Regions from separate parts of the Zea mays genome. Here regions 1 and 2 are each linked to region 3. Evidence: chromatin contacts called from public Hi-C data. All regions are on one chromosome and are shown on one strand. The core of a region is the stretch at or near the end of the contact, and the rest is flanking DNA. Distances in the headings are between cores, read along the strand shown.

The links. A called contact is a pair of places that touch in the nucleus more often than the background predicts.
Region 1: a contact with region 3 is called in a Hi-C map of tassel, with 4 times the contacts expected there. The contact joins the promoter of LOC100282760 here to the promoter of LOC100281077 in region 3. A contact is called at or near these places in 5 of 25 Hi-C or Micro-C datasets (bundle sheath, ear, leaf and 2 more).
Region 2: a Hi-C map of bundle sheath shows a contact between it and region 3, with 4 times the contacts expected there. The contact joins the promoter of LOC103651102 here to the promoter of LOC100281077 in region 3. A contact is called at or near these places in 4 of 25 Hi-C or Micro-C datasets (bundle sheath, leaf and tassel).

The regions. Positions count from the first base shown.
Region 1 is chr3:192,971,871-192,975,460 of Zm-B73-REFERENCE-NAM-5.0, forward strand. LOC100282760 reads right to left here and starts at 2,222. Exons shown (of 11, transcript NM_001155666.2): 1 at 1,851-2,222; 2 at 493-588; 3 at 321-389. The coding sequence starts at 2,054.
Region 2 is chr3:192,945,282-192,948,523 of Zm-B73-REFERENCE-NAM-5.0, forward strand. It overlaps LOC103651102 (EID1-like F-box protein 3), which reads right to left and starts at 1,641. Exons shown (of 1, transcript XM_008676705.4): 1 at 1-1,641. The coding sequence starts at 1,307. The coding sequence ends at 219.
Region 3 is chr3:192,816,527-192,820,112 of Zm-B73-REFERENCE-NAM-5.0, forward strand. LOC100281077 reads left to right here and starts at 1,823. Exons shown (of 1, transcript NM_001153996.2): 1 at 1,823-3,406. The coding sequence starts at 2,061. The coding sequence ends at 3,128.

The DNA of each region.
Region 1 (3,590 bases), core at 972-3,471, 160 kb after region 3:
CATGCACAACCATAACTTTATTTGAGAAACAATTCATGTACATTATTTAAATGGTGTTTCCTTTGCTGCTGATTACAGTGTTATAAATGTTTTAACCCATGACCTTTTGATGTGTTGAATCCTGCACACGGAATCTATTCCACAGCTTGAACATATTAAACGTGTTTTTTCTTCACAAAAACTCTCAACTGCTTTTTTCTCTCTTCTAAACTGGTAGGACTCGAGAGAAAGCTAGATATGATATACATTGTCAAAAAACACACCTTTTTTAAATGACGCTCATGCAGGAAAAAAAACAAAACAGGCACAAAAATGCTCACATGAAATAGAGAAGCCAGGTCATGGAACCCATCTGGTCTCTTGCCCGTTATCCTCAAGAACACATTAATCTGCATGGCAAACATATGCACAAGTCTTCATACAAAGCACAAAATAAGCAACCAAAAACGTTTTCAATACTTATCGATCATCAGAAGAAGGATAATAACATACTTTGCAAGGTGAGAATAGGTTAAGCCGTGTCATCCCAGCATCCTTGTCAATTTGGTCTGCTATCTGGTTAAACCTCGCTTGTGGGTCATAAGAGACCTAAAACATACGCCATAATAATATCTTTTATAAAACAAAAAGTAGGCCCAGGTTGCTCAAAACAATAGCTCTGAAGGGGTAACAAAAGGAAACAACAAACGAACTAGGACATTATACACCATTATAATATAGTAAGAAAGTTGCAATAGACGCTCTGGACTTGCCAGCTAACAAAATAATGTCCATAACTCTATGGGAAAAATAATCATGGAAGAATTTAGGAAAAAAAACTAGAAGTGGAAACAAAAGAGAGAGAGTAATTAAGGGGGTGTTTGGTTTCCGGGACTAAAGTTTAGTTTGTGACACATCAAATGCTTTAATGCTAATTATGAGTATTACATATAGTCTAATTATAAAACTAAGTATGTAGATAAAGATTAAATGACGAGACAATTTTTTAAACACTCATCTTGTCGTTTAGTTCTTATCTATGTAATTAGTTTTGTAATTAAACTATATTCAATACTTCTAACTAGTATCAAACATCCGACTTAGTAGGGGAACAAAACAGGCCCTAAATAATCGATCAATCCCTTTTAGAAATCAGTGGCGGATTGTACTAACATGTTATGTTTGTGTATAATAGATCGTGTATGTGGTCATATAAAGTACTGACTGTAGAATGAAGTTTGAGATAGGACGTGAAATAGGAGATGGGATATGAAAACTGCATCATAATTTTCATTTGAATATATTACGGCCTAAGATTGGTCGAAAAACGTAATATGAGGCCCAAAAATACATAGGAAACACTTTGGATGCCTTACAGTTACAGGAATACGGAGCCTAGACAAAGGAAGGGCCTATAAGACGAAAGCACATTTCGGGACCGCTGAAAGATAAACAAGTTTCGTGTAAGCAAAGAAAGTGCATTTTCCTGTGGTTTGGTTTTGTTGTGAGGGGCACTACGCCCGAACAAAGGAGACGCCTTAGTATATCTCCAGCATCTTTATATTTAAACTTCATTCTACCCCTACGACCGTAGTCTATTTTCAGCAGCTCACTTATCATCTTTATATTTAAACCTCACTCTACGACCAATACAAAACAGTGTTTTGGATGACTATTAAACATGCTGTCTTAAGCGCGCCTCGGCACAAGGCAAGAAGTCCCGTTTCCTATTTCACGCATTCCCAAAGGGCATAACAGACGAACAGCGCGGCCGAATCCTTCGGTTTGCTCCATTTCATCCAGCAATCCGAACAGTCCTTACCAAATTCCCCCGCTCGCGCTCATAATTGAGGGTTTTGAAAGGCGCTTACCTCCACTTGCCTCCTTCCCTGCTCGAACGACGCGGCGACTCTCAGGCTGACACCCCGGCAGCCACTGACCCTTGAGCCAGGCCTCGCAGAGGGAGACGCCCGCGCCGGCGGTCGGCCCTGGGAACGGAGATTCCTAGGCCCGCCCGGGCTGGCGCGGTGGGACGAGTAGAGGCTCTGGGACACAAGGTGCGCGGAGCAAGCCATGGCTGCTGCTGCTGCCGTGGCTATCCGAGGAGTAGTGCGCTTGCTTTAGACTTGATATGTCGAAATAAAATTATGGGGTCGGATATGACGATTGGTCTGAGACTCCAAACGTCTGCTCCGGTCAAGGTCGCGTTCGGCGTTCCTTGTCATCACCATGTGTTTGGCCATGTGTTTGGAATTCGGAAAATTTTGCTGCGGGTTTAGGTGGAGTTGTCCATCTGCTTAGCGCATGCAGAATGAACGCGACGCGAGATGTTGTTGTGCCCCAGGTGACTCCAACCGATCGTACAAATCAGCGTATGAAACATTGTTTTGTACCCTTATATTTTAAAATAGTAGTCGTTTTAGCTCTAAATTTTTATATCCACACTCATATAAATGATTATGAACTTAGATATATAAGGCAAAACAAATTTTAATTTAAATCTAGTAGTCGTTTTAGTTCTAGATTTTTATATCCACATTTATATAAGGCAAAACGAATTTTAATTTAAAACGGAGAGAGTAATATAGACGATATTATTTATATAATAGATTTTAAAATAGGAGTTAGATTGTATTCAAACTGTTTATAGATTGAAGTTTTAAAGAATAAGATAAAAGTATATATATGTTTAAATGGGTTGTGCCCGTCGGGCGGCCCGTGGCACGGCACGTTTTTAGCCCATCACGAACACGACACAGTCCGTTATTCGTGTCGGATTTGGGCCGCTGCCGTGGCACGTCGTGCCGCCCCGAGCACGGCCCATTTTTTGAATTTCCCAGCGCATTTCTATGTATATTAGAAGCAACTTTAATAGTTTAGACACAAAATAAATTTGGTTTAGTTGGCTAGAGTGGTGCCGCTAACCACTTTAAAAACTCCAACAGGGTTTAAATCCTTTCAAAACTTGTTTTTAGGCTTTTTTTTGCTTATTTTCCTTCCCACTCCGGTCAAAGCACGGCGAGCCTTAACGGACGCTTGAGCCTGAGATGTGGCACGGTGGCCCGACACGATCCATCAACCTAATGGGCCTAAACGTGCCCGGCCGAGGGCGGACTCATGCCGAGCCGGCACGGCACGGTCCACCCGTTTAGACATGTATAGATAAAAGATAAGATAGAGAAATTGTTAAAGATAACTTTAGATATAGATAGTCTGGTGATAAGCTAGATTGATTTCGACAGGTCATCAAAATAGCCGACGGATATGTACAACATGTAAAAAGAGTAATTTTAGATAAGATAAGAAAAGAAAGCTAAAATGAATGCAAGAGGATGTCTATTTTCATGTATCCCAATGTCAGCACAGCTCCACCATTCAATAGTCAATACTAGTACTATTTGATCTAAATATAAAAGTATAACAAGAGCATCTCATGAAACTAAATTTTAGCTACTTAATAGTAAAATAAGGGGGTGTTTGGTTTTTAGGGACTAATTTTTAGTCCCTACATTTTATTCCATTTTAGTTCCAAAATTGCTAAATATAGAAACTAAAACTTTATTTTAGTTTCTATATTTGACAATTTATAGACTAAAATGGAATAAAATGAA
Region 2 (3,242 bases), core at 391-2,890, 130 kb after region 3:
GATTGGAGGTTGGAAGGAGAAGCACTTCGTCCCCGTGCGAATTGAACTGGGATCGATTCAGGTTCTACTGCTACTGGGCTACTGGCTCACATCACATGGCTAGTACAGAAAGGACGCCGCCTAGTCATCGACACCGAGTTGCGACACAGTGCTGCTGATGGTACACTACTCCGCAAAAGTCCATGGTGGAGTGGAGTGTGGAGCTTGATATGCCGGAATTACGGCGCCACGTGGGCGCCATCGTCGCCGCCTTCCGTGGAAGCGTCATCCTCGGAGTCGGCGTCGCGATCGGCGTCGCTGGAGGTGAGGCGCGCGAGCCAGCAGTTGCCGTGGAGGTGTCCGCTGACGCAGACGTAGTACTGGAGGCGTCCCTCGTGGGCGCCGAGCCTGCGGCACGCGCTGCGCGGCGCCATCCCGGCCGCCACCATGCTCCAGACGCGCGCGCCGCAGTAGGGGCAGCGCACGCGCGTCTCCAGCGGGGCCCGGCGCCCCACCAGGCACGCGCGCGTCCGGGAGCGCGTGAATCCCCGGAACACGCCGCGGTAGGCGCCCACGTCGTCGTCGGCGCCGTGGACGGCGTGCTCGCAGGGGTCCGACACGTAGAGCAGGTCGCCCCGGCACCGGCGCGACAGGAAGCTCCGGCCGGACGTCTTGGAGAAGCGGGACACGCCCGTGAAGTGGCCCCGCACGGCCGCCGCCGCCGCGCCGCAGCAGAAGAGGAGCAGCTTGGCCAGCGCCGGCCACCCGCCCACGACGCGCCCCGGGGGCGCGCCGCCGCCCGCGAGCGAGGCCACCATCCGCGGCGCCCGCGAGACGCAGAGCTCCCGCCACAGCACGCGCTCCGCGACGGCCCGCAGCCGCCTGCTGACGCAGGACACGGTGCACAGCGCCTTGGGGTCGAAGTTGAGGTACCGGAACACCAGCGCCAGGACGTTCTCGTCCAGGATCCCCGTGTTCACGAGACTGGCCCGCGCCACGCCGATGCCGCCGCCGCCGTCCCGGTAGGTCGCGCTGCTGCTCCCGCTGCCGCTGGTCGACGCGGCGAAGAACTGGCGCGTGTTCCGCGCGCCCTCGCTCATTGCCAACCCAAGCCAGAGAGTCCTACTCCTCCTACCTAGGCGATGCAGAGCGCGCAGCGGGCAGTGGCAGGGGGGATGAAGAAGATATAATATACTGTACGCGCGGTCGCTGACGCGAGTCGTTGACCACTTCGCGTGCTCCCCGAAAGGCTTGGGTGTCGGGGCAGGACGCGACCGGCCAAGGTGTCGTGGCGCCATCCGCCGCTTGACAAATGGCCACTCCGGCATCGAGTGCCAATAATTAGTCGTGAGCTTAGCTGGATTGCAGGTGCGACCAACGCGAGAACCATCCTGTCAATGCTCTCCTCGATCGCCCAAATATCTTATCTGCTCGGCGCTAAAAGACAAATGACTACAGCCAATTCAACGTAAGGATGGATCTCAGCTGATGCGGAGCGATGCGCGGCATCTCAATCGCAGTTGAGAGCTACTACTCTCTCTCTCTCTCTCTACGCGGGTACATCTGTTGAGAGCTACCTGACAGAAGATCCGGGCACGTATAATTGCCAGATCTTACTACTATTATTAGCACTATTATAACAATTGTAGGACGTCACATCGCGCGACGGCTCTACGCTATACTATCAATCAGGCTCGCTCGCATTGTTTATAGCGAGAGCTCTATCCCGATTGAATTCTTAATCCAGCCACCTTTCCAAATCCAGCCATACCGGCCCTCGACGAGGGAAAGACGACGGAGCCACCAGCGGGACACGTGCCAGGAAAGCAGGGCGTTGTTGCCTCCTCCGTGGACGCGTGTCCTGACGAGTCTCCGTGGCCGACGCGTGTCCTGGCGCGCGGAGGACGCGTGCCGACCATCCAAGGCAGCACGTCTCCTTTTCCAAAACATCTCATCCGCGCGCAAATTCTGATTTCATCGTCACCGGCACCGCAGCTCTTTTGCTTGCCGGATTCAGGCCTTTTCTTTTGCGTCGAGTGCTGCGCGCGGAGAGCGACACGACACGACACGTGAAGCCCTGTCCCGCCCTGCTATCGCTGGTCGCCAAAATATCTCGCCGGCGGGGGGCGCGGCGCCCTGGAGAGCTCGTCTCCGGGGGTTGGTGGGCTGATTGCTGTGCTATCCGAGCTTAATTAGTTAGTACCTTTCAAAATACGCCACGTCAAAGATTTGCTAGGTTTTAATTTTAGCTCTTGTTTAGTTTACTACTAAAACTTGTCAGCTCCTTATATCTGATTTATTAAATTATAAATTTTATTACCATAGTTTGCCTTACTATTTCTTTGGCATGAAAAATCCTTCTTACTTGCGCTCGGCCTATAGGTGTACATTTGAGCCGGGTCTGATGGGCCGGTCCGAAGCACGGAAAAAAAGCACGGCCCAGGCACGGCACGGCCCGAAATAATTTAGTGTCGGGCCGGCACGGCCCGTTATATCGGGTCGGGTTTGGGCCGAGGTCATGACCCATGGGCGGGCACGAGCACGACCCGTTTAAGGCAGGCACGAAATGGCTCATATAGAGGCACGAAAAGGCCCATATATTTATTAAAACCACACTTCATTCCACACTTTCATATACTTGATAAAAACACAAAGCTAGAGATAATGCTAGTTAGATGTTTTTTTAGCTTTGAATTAGAGTGTGTGATGTAATTTTGCTTTTGTTATGAATATTAGACAATAAACTGAACTTACGAACTTTGTATAGAGTTGATTATACTCTTTTTCCTTCTAACAAAATGATTTATAAACGAGGTAGTCATTACATAGCTGTGGTAACTTTAATACAAATATTAAGTTTGATTTTGTTCAAATTTATTCGTCTTATCTTTTATTTGTTTTATTATTATTATTTTGAATTTGGGGCTCTAATGTGAATTTTGAGCCAAAAACTAAATTTCGGGCCAAAAACTGAATTCCGGGCCCTAATGTGAATTTCGGGCTTTTATAATTTTGGGTCGCCCGAAATGAGCCCAGCACGTTTAAGCAATTACGGGCCGGACCATGGGCCGATGGCTAGACCCATGGGCAGGTCCGGCACGGCCCGAAATTGAAACGGGCCGGACTGGCCCGAAATTCAAACAATACGAGTCTTTTCGGGCTTGAACCGGGCGGCCCGAATGTACACCTATAGCTCGGCCCTTGTCCTTCCTTACACTCATACCCGTAGCAAAATTGAAGCAAGTCAGGAAGGCTCTACGAGC
Region 3 (3,586 bases), core at 573-3,072:
AGTCGTTCTTGCGATATTGTGTTCTTTCGCTCGCTCGTGTCTTTGTGATTCTTGTATGCGTTACTGCGATTTGCTCTTGTGTGTGTAATTTCTCTCCCTACTTTACTCTAAGTTATAACTCTGATCTTCTGTACGTAAGGCTACAAGAAACTCTAAGTTGTGGAGATTCCTTCCGAACCGGAATACTTGTGATATAAGGAAGAGTAGTGTTTCCAAAACCTCGCTCTGATGAAGAGCCTGCACAACCTAATGTGAATCGGGTTTTTAGACAGTGATCACACGACTGCTCGCCAAGTTGATCTATGATATCAAGTTGATCTATGATACCCGTGATAAAAAAAACATGATAAGTTTGTCGCTCACGTTTAATTTACTATTTGTATATAATACCTTTTTTTGGCTGCATATCTAATTTATGTAGCAGTTAGTTTGGGAATTGATTTAATCTTGAAAGTGCTTCATCATCTAACAAGAAATCACTCTCCCGTCGTCGTGGAGAGCGATGACCCGATCAGGTCGTAGCCAAGGCACTGAACAGGGCGCGCAGCGGAGATGCTACGTGCATCGGCCATCGCCTATCAGGCAACAGAAACAGTTACAGTACAGTACATCACAGCACAGTACAATGCAATGACGCGAACTGTTGAAGGAAACTCGAGCGCTGGAGTCGCAGCGCATCAGCATCGGCAGCAGGTGCCGGGCGGTACGCTGTCCTCGTCAAGGCGAAACTAAAAGAGGTCAGCTGCCCAGGCCTCCATGAAGCTTTGCCTCCGGTAGTGGAACATAACGAAAGGCTCCGTCTTGGTGCTCAGCTGCTATCAACAGTTTTTCCTCCTGCGCACGTTACGTACCTCGGGCGGCCTTTTACCACTCACCAGAGAGTGAGAGACAACGCTGCGGCCTTAACCACACGCGGGGCTACCACCGCGCGATCGATCCTTGCATTGTCACCGAAGACCGAACTCGCCGCAGCCCATACAGCGGTCGGTGTCGGTCACCGGCTCACCGCCAACCTCGCTTGCCCTATTCATCAGCTGCATCGTTTTCCTGCTGCCGAGCTGCGCAGCACCCGCACCGCGCTACGGTCTGGCGGTAGCCGCCGCCCGCCAAGGCCGTATAGGCGTCGCCCTCGCCAGCTTGCCAAACTGGTCTCTGTTTTTCCACGCGGAAGCGGGCAAGCTTGCCCGGCGCGCGTGTCAGTGTCGCTCCTTGCTCGGTCGTTTGTCGCTGCTGCTGATTGCTTAATGGTTCGGCACGGTGGGGACAACGGAGACGGAGCCCGGTTTGGTGAGGAGGATCCACGAGGCCCACGCTTTGGGTGGAAGGAGGGTTTCCGTCTGAATTAGGTGAAAGGCACGCACATCCTTACTACATTTCCTGGAAGGCCGGAAGCCTTGTCAGCTGAGATCAAGTATAATAAAGTCACGTAAAATCCACATAAATAATCTGTATTTCAAGGTGTATCAAGGGAGTACGTGAGAAAAAACACAAGAAAGAAACATGTTTAGATGAAGGAACGTCTCTAGCACAATTTTGTAAATCTGGATATGGCTTCACTCATTTTTATGGAGAAAGAAACATGAATCAGTAAATCATATAGTCAATGTTATGGTATGTAATTTTTTACAACTTCATGATGATGTCTGAAAATATTGTTTTTGAAGCACCTTCTCCAAAATTCTTATAAAATTTACCTCTATTTTTAAAAAATTTATCCTACAACTCGTGGAGCTAAATCTACTGAAGCTCTCCCAAACACACGACCTAAAAATAAGTTGATATAAAAATTCCACCGAAGCATCAACGCATGTCCATGTGGCCAGCACCCTCCTCCGCTCAAGACCCAAGTCTGCTAGAACCCGGGCGCGCTCCAAATTCCCCGGTCACCTACCTCCTCTGCCCTCTCACTCTCAGATCCGCGTCCTCGGCTCCTCCTCCTCCTCCTCCTCCTCCCTTCCTTCGTTCCTTCCAGATCTCCCTCCCAGTCGAGAGTCGAGATCCACCGCCTCCGCGCCCCCTCACCGGTGCAGCGCGAGGAAGCGGGGGGCCAGAGGCCAGCCATGGGCAAGGAAGGGGCCAGCGACGGCGGCATGTCGGAGTCGGTGATCCGCAAGGTCCTGGTCTCGTACATGTACGTGGCGGTGTGGATCTTCCTCTCCTTCTCCGTGATCGTCTACAACAAGTACATCCTCGACCCCAAGATGTACAACTGGCCCTTCCCCATCTCCCTCACCATGGTGCACATGGCCTTCTGCTCCTCCCTCGCCGTGGCGCTCGTCCGCGTCCTCCGCGTCGTCGACCTCCCGTCCTCGCCCGCCATGACGTCGCAGCTCTACGTCTCCTCCGTGCTCCCTATCGGCGCGCTCTACTCGCTCTCGCTCTGGTTCTCCAACTCCGCCTACATCTACCTCTCCGTCTCCTTCATCCAGATGCTCAAGGCGCTCATGCCCGTCGCCGTCTACTCCATCGGGGTCCTCTTCAAGAAGGAGACCTTCAAGTCCTCCGCCATGCTCAACATGCTCTCCATCTCGTTCGGCGTCGCCATCGCCGCCTACGGAGAGGCCCGCTTCGACGCCCGCGGCGTCGCCCTGCAGCTCGCCGCCGTCGCCTTCGAGGCCACGCGCCTCGTCCTCATCCAGATCCTCCTCACCTCCAAGGGCATCTCCCTCAACCCCATCACCTCGCTCTACTACGTCGCGCCCTGCTGCCTCGCTTTCCTCGTCGTGCCCTGGGTCTTCGTCGAGCTGCCCAGGCTGCGCGCCGTCGGCATCTTCCAGCCGGACCTCTTCGTCTTCGGCACCAACTCCCTCTGCGCCTTCGCGCTCAACCTCGCCGTCTTCCTGCTCGTCGGCAAGACGTCGGCTCTCACCATGAACGTCGCCGGCGTCGTCAAGGACTGGCTGCTCATCGCCTTCTCCTGGTCCGTCATCCGCGACACCGTCACCCCCATCAACCTCTTCGGCTACGGGATCGCCTTCCTCGGGGTGGGATACTACAACCACGTCAAGCTGCAGGCGCTCAAGGCCAAGGAGGCGCAGAAGAAGGCGGCGCAGGCCGACGAGGAGGCCGGGTCGCTGCTGCAGGAGCGCGACTCGCACGGCGACCGCAAGACTGACAACCAGGCCTAGCGAGTGTGCCGGATCTCATGATCCAATTCGCTCGGTTCTGAACCCAGTGTACTCCAAATATGTGATCCAACCCTTACACGTTTGATGCAAAATTTGTTCATTTCTTGTCTTTGACTTGATCTGGTGGTACCAAGGAAATAAGCACGGGAAAGATGCAAGCTTTGTGTCGAACATGTGAAAAAAAATATATATGTATGAGCAATTTTTTGTCTTTTTTTTGGGGCCAGTTGTAGCTGTTACTACCATTAAACAGTAAGCAAAACTGTTTGCATTTTATCTGTATTGCTGTGATTGGTCGATTGTCTTGCTAATACATAAAAAATTGGACCCACTGGGTCAAAAAGAAGTGCAATTTCGACCGAGTACTGATTATCAGAATCCAGTGGACATTGCGCAGGAGACCTGGACACCTGGTGCAAACACCATCTGAAAGTTGGTGACTTGATTGATACATGGTT